2 separate regions of the Mus musculus genome follow, and region 1 is linked to region 2. A link is a contact called in public promoter capture Hi-C data. All regions are on one chromosome and are shown on one strand. Each heading gives the region's core, a stretch centred on a gene start, on an enhancer-like site or on the middle of the called end of the contact. The rest is flanking DNA. Distances are from core to core; before and after follow the strand shown.

Evidence for each region. Capture Hi-C pulls out chosen DNA fragments and counts their contacts.
Region 1: a contact with region 2 is called in a promoter capture Hi-C map of pancreatic islet. The contact joins two enhancer-like sites. A contact is called at or near these places in 1 of 484 Hi-C or Micro-C datasets (centroblasts), 7 of 115 datasets of contacts at active chromatin or transcription factors (bone marrow-derived macrophages, embryonic stem cells, extraembryonic endoderm stem cells and 3 more) and 3 of 9 other capture datasets (adipose tissue, liver and pancreatic islet).

What each region holds. Positions count from the first base shown.
Region 1 is chr2:165,967,390-165,970,423 of GRCm38.p6, reverse strand. No RefSeq gene overlaps it. Among named protein-coding and RNA genes, the nearest start is that of Platr29, 13 kb to the left of the region's middle. Within about 2 kb of position 1,338, at least 167 of the 459 cell types and tissues checked have an H3K27ac peak or open chromatin away from gene starts, as enhancers often do. A contact at or near this core is called in pancreatic islet, where this site is marked.
Region 2 is chr2:165,853,301-165,856,117 of GRCm38.p6, reverse strand. All of the region lies in intron 2 of Zmynd8 (zinc finger, MYND-type containing 8), which reads left to right. Among named protein-coding and RNA genes, the nearest start is that of Gm11465, 27 kb to the left of the region's middle. Within about 2 kb of position 1,312, at least 77 of the 459 cell types and tissues checked have an H3K27ac peak or open chromatin away from gene starts, as enhancers often do. A contact at or near this core is called in pancreatic islet, where this site is marked.

The DNA.
Region 1 (3,034 bases), core at 89-2,588, 110 kb before region 2:
ACAAGATAAGCTTTGGCTAGTCAGAGTCTTATACTCCTCTTTGGTGTACTGATCGTTCCAGAGAAGTGCTTGTGTTTTTGCTTTGTTGATTGGGTTTTGTTTGAGATGAGGTTTCGTGTATGTCAGGCGGCCCTCAAACTGCAGATACATCTGAGGGTGAGTTTGAACTTCTGATTCTCCTGCATGCCAGTAATGAGCCGAGCCACACCCGATTTCCCTGGGGCTGGGGCTTGAGCCCAGGGCTTCAAGCTTGCTAGGCAAGCTCTCTACAGACTCAAGTGAGGATCTGAGGCTCCGCTCTGTTTGTGTTGTTTAGCCTGAGATGAAGTCTCAGCCTGGAGTTACTCTGAACTCGATATCCCCGAGATTACGGATCAGCCGCCCACCGGAATTTCTGAGCTAAGCATGCGGGTACATTTCTCCTTAACGATGTTTCTGCTTCCTTGTGTTCTGTTATTCACGAGTGAACGGCGTGACATTTATACGATAGATATAAGTTGAGGGATATAAAGCTAGTTGCGTTCTAGGCCATCAAGATGGCACAGAGGGTGGACCTGTTTGCCAAGCAGCCTGACCACCTGAGTTTGATCTGAGAAGTCCCACAGTACAAAGAGGGGTCCGCATACCATGGCAGGAGCTTGCCTGCCCTGTCACCCATAGTAATAACAAATACAATTCAATTTTAAAGTTTCAAGAGTCATCGTTTCAGCACTCGGAAAGCTGAGGCAGGAGGCTTACTTGAAGGTCAGGAAAAGAAAAGGGAAAGTAGGCCTGGGGAAGTAGCTAGGTTAGGAGCCTATCAGCAACCACACCCTAGGACCGGGTGTGACCGAGAAAGCCAGCGTTCCTCGCTCCAGGGAGGCACGGGCGAGGTCAGGAATTCAGGGTATTCCTTAGTTACACAGCTAGTTTAAGGCCAGCCTTGTGACCCTAGCCCAAGGAAACAAAAAGAAGAAAGAAAGAAAGAAAGAAAGGAAGGAAGGAAGGAAGGAAGGAAGGAAGGAGAAAAGGAGATGGAGGAAAGGAGGGAGAGGGAAAAGGGAAAGAGAAAGTTAAAACCAGAGACCAGAGCTGGTGAGAAGCCCCAGAGATAAATAGAGATGCTCACTCACTCTCAATCTGAGATCCCTCCCTTGGACCTATAAAGTGTTGGGAAGACCTAATTCATGAATGTTAGTCCTTTGCCAGTTCCACTTACACACACACACACACACACACACACACACACACACAGGCAAATAGCTAATTGACTAAATAAATAGAAGCAACTGCCAGAGAGATAGAGAGATCCTGGGCGGGGAGGAAGCCAGGGAGAGAGTGCTTCCCTCCTGGAGTTCTAGCTAATAGCTGACATTCATTGCCTGCAGGCAGGTCACATGCTGCCCGTGACTAACCCTGGGGCTAAGGAAATGCTGTCCACTGATGACTCAACTAACCGGAAGCCAAGTTTGGGAGTGTTTGGTCAGTTTAGCTGTCCTCAAAGAACCATGGGTTGTGAGGCCCTATCCCCAGCATCACATACACACACTAGACACACACCAGACACACACTCACAAGCAACCCCCACAAAGACACCTCCACATACCCCCACACCCATACACACACCTCACATACCCCACAGATAGGAAACACACACACACACACAAACTACATACCCCATAGACATACAACACATACGCACCGGACACACAAACTCACACACATACAGCCCTCTCACACAAACCACACAGGCACCCGTATACTCCATACACACCCCCCACATTCATACAAACACACGAGACACACACCTCACATATCCCAGATAGCTCACACACAAGTTCACACACAAGCCAGATACACCACACATACAAACACACAATTACATACAAACCACACACCCCAAACACGCCACACACACACAATAATTTAGGAGTCGGAGTTTTGTTCTGTTCCATAAGTGGTGCTTGGACTGAGTACAGATAACATGAGCTTTGTCCTGGACGAGGAAACCATGTGACTTTTGGTGACTACAAGAAAAGGCATACGGTTGGTGGGCTTCCTGGTACAGCTTTCTTTAGCGCAGGGAAAGCCTGGCTTTCATTTCAACACTGTAAAAAAAGATACAGGAGCTGGGTGTGGTATTGCCTCCTTTAATCTCAGCACTAGGGAGGCAGAGGCAAGGGGATCTCTGGGACTTTAAGGCCAGCCTGATCTACATAAATTCTGGGAATACCTAGAGAGACTCTGTCTCAAAAAAAAAAAAAAAAAGTGGCTCTCAGCTGCTTGACCAATGAGACTCCAGGTGCTTGATAGGTCATCTTGGGAGAACTGGAGTGTCCCCCTCCTCCTCCCCCTCCCCCCTAGAGCCTTCTATCAGAGCCTTGCAGCAAGTAAAGCCCTCACTTCAGCCTTTACATAATAGGCATTTATCTCTTCCTCAAGTTGCCAGCCAGCCAGCAGCCAGTTGATTGACAGCCCTCCTCTGTCCCTGGGGGCCTCTTCGTTGTTGTTTGCTTTGAGTGGTGGCAGGGGAGGAGAGAGGAGGAGGCAGTAGGCCCCAGATTTCTGGCACACACACCAAAGGAGCTTTTGTTTAGCAGGGCAAGACACTGGGCAGTGTCTCCTTCCAGGATGCCACAGGCCTCCAAAGTCTCCAAACTCCCCGATACAAAAGGGCTTCTTTTGTTTTTTAATTAGCTAGTAACGGGGTCTCATGGTGCAGTACAGGCTGGCCTCCCAAATGCCCAAATGCTTTGAGTTCAGTTTTCCTTTTTTTTTTTTCTTTTAGTCAAAGTCTGTATACGGCCCAGGCTGGCCTTGATCTTACAAGGCTACTCCTGCTTCAGCCTGCTAAGTGCTGGGATTAAAGCAGGAGGCACTATGTTTGTTTTGATGGCTTCTTGATTCTCTGCAGACTTGGATGCAGCAGAGAACAACAGCTTTCACCAGCATCCATGGAATCTGAAAGGGTTTGTGCTATCTGTCTGTCTGTCTCTGTCTGTCTCTGTCTCTCTCTCTCTGTCTCTCTCTCTCTCTCTCTCATGCTAAGAATAGA
Region 2 (2,817 bases), core at 63-2,562:
CACAAAGCAGGCCTGCTCCCTCACCCAAGTTAACACAGTCAGAGTCAGACTCATTTTGAGGGGGTGGATTGGAGGCAGGAAGTTGGTGAAGGGCCAGCAAATGGTGTCCTGCTAGTCCAGAGAAGGTGGAAGAGGAAAAAAAAAAGTACTTCTTGGATGCAAGGTGAACCATTCATTCCTCTGTGAGACAGCTGGTGGTGGCTGTTTGTCATCATCCCACATTTATACATGAGACGCGCTTAGCAATGTACCCTCCTCAGAATCAGATCATTAGAGAAGTAAAAGTCTGACTCAGCTTTCTGGAAGCGGTCCTTATGGTGATTTCATTACCATGACGACAGCTGGGTTTCTTCCCATCAGTGTACAGTACAGTCACCGGATGTTGGGTTCCTGATGGATCAGGGAGGTGTTTAAGCCACAGGGCCATAGGGCTCCCAGTGGGACAGGGAGGCGTTTAGGCAGTAGGGCTGACCTGCCCTTTAGTATTCTGAAAACGATAATTCCAGCCGCAGCTCCTAAGATGCTACCGGTGTTTAGCTTGGATACAGCAGTTAGACTTCCATAAGCTCTGGGGGCAGTCCTTGTGCTCGTAGCGGCAGATAGAGTTGAGGTGATCTGAGACAAGTTCTATGTAGCCCCCTGATGCTTTGTGCTATGTAGACCAAGGTAGTCTGGAACTCACAGAGGAAAGATTCAGACTGTCAAGGTCTAGGCTTGGCTCTGAGGCTGTACCGCTCTGGTCCACAGTGCCCCATCCCCTTCCTGATGGGCTGGTCCTTCGTGTCACCGTCCTTAGGGGTCTTACATAATGGAATTGAGTTTGAGAACCGAAGTACTTCCAAAGCCAGCTAAGAAATCTTGAGACAACCTAGAAACAGACCCTTGTCTCCCATGGGGGAATCTTCTCTAAACCTAACCACTAGCCTGGAGTTTGTAAGTACAGCAAATATTTGCCTGGTCAGTTCCTGGTTTGGACTGGCCAGAGTATTGTTTCTTTTGAGACGTGCTCATGTGAACCCCAGGCCACCTGCAGTTTGTTTGTTTGTTTTGGTTTTTTTCGAGACAGGGTTTCTCTGTATAGCCCTGGCTGTCCTGGAACTCACTTTGTAGACCAGGCTGGCCTTGAACTCAGAAATCCGCCTGTCTCTGCCTCCCAAGTGCTGGGATTAAAGGCGTGTGCCACCACCACCCTGCCAGGTCACCTGCAGTAAGTACTTAGGCTCTGACATGGGCAGAGTTGATGGGTTGTATTAGCTGCACGGAGAACAAACCCCCAGCTCCTTCCAGAGGCCTTGCGGCCCACAGCAGCCCAGCCCCCACTTTATCTGCCTGTGACATCACTCAGGGGCCCCGCCCTCCTTTACTCGTTATTGCCTTTTGCCTGCACCTGCTGCCTTTCATGCGCAATTGAGCCTTCTAAATCCCTTTCATTTCCCTTACTTTGATAAAGTCACACTGTCTGTAGTACACCAGGGTATATGCTGATATATAATCCCTTCTGCAGGCCCGCCTCCTGAGACGCCCACCTGCTCCCCCAGGAACCTGGCTGGACTTTGGGGTCCCCCCTGGAGTATTCCAGGTGTTTATATGCAGGATCGCATCCTTTTGGGGATGGGGCGTGTCGCCTCCTGGAGGCGCTAGACGTGTTGTTTTGTAACTGGACCCAGGCTGGAGATTGCCATACAGGAGTCCCTGGAGAGATACTGTCCCTCTTGGTGCTGGGGGATGGGACCGGGAGCCTTGTGCCTGCTGGGCAAGTGCTCTGCCACCAAATGGCACCCTCTGTATTACCTCATCACTCTTTCAGTGCGGGAGGGGTGGAGAGTGTGTGGCACTCTGTTAACTAGCCTGACCTGGAACTCACAGCAATCCATCTGCCTCAGCCTCCGAAGTGCTGGGGTTACAAGTGCCCGTGAATACAGATGTCTTTCTTACCCATGATTTGTGTGTTTGTGTGTGTGTATGTGTATGTGTGTGTGTGTGTGTGTGTGTGTGTGTGTGTGTGTGTGAGAGAGAGAGAGAGAGAGAGAGAGAGAGAGAGAGAGAGAGAGAGAGCGCCTGGATGTCAGTTATCTCCCCCTTGTTTGCCATGCATACAGCAGTCTACCTGGCCCATAAGCTTCCGGAGAGTCTCTTGTCCACCTCACATCTCGCTAAAGGAGTGCAGGGATTACAGATTCAGGCAACCATGGCTAACTTTACACGATGTCTGGGCTCGGGTCCTTTCGCTTGCACAGAAGCACATAACGGATCTATCCTTGAACTAACCACTACGTTCTTCATCTTGAGACAGGGTTTCACCGGCCCGGAATTCACTCTGTCAACCAAGCTGTTCGCAAAGTCATGGAGGTTTCTCTGTCTCTGTCTCTGTCTCCTGGCTATGTTCAGCCTTCTTCTTGATTTTTAAAATGTGTACAAGGGTTTTGCCTGTGTGTGTGTAGGTGCACCATGTGCGTGCAGAGGCTGGAAGGTGGCATTGGGTGCCCTGGAACTGGTGTTACAGATGGTTGTGAGCCACCATGTGATTGCTGTGAATTGAACCCAGGTCCCCTGGAAGAGCAGCCAGGGCTCTCAACCGCTGAGCCATCTCTGCAGTTTGCACTTAGCGTTCTTAGTGGCCAGAGAATGTTTTGTTGTATGGCTGCCACGCATTAAGCCACTCCTGTTTGTGGTCACTGAAGTTTGTGTCTAGTCATGGTGGTAAAGTGTCAAGTTGAAGCAGAGAGCACCTGCTGATACCCTCTAGGCTCCTGGTATCCTTTTCTGCTTCTCTCACTTCAGTTTCTCAGGGTGTGAGGTGCACCAGGGCATACCTTT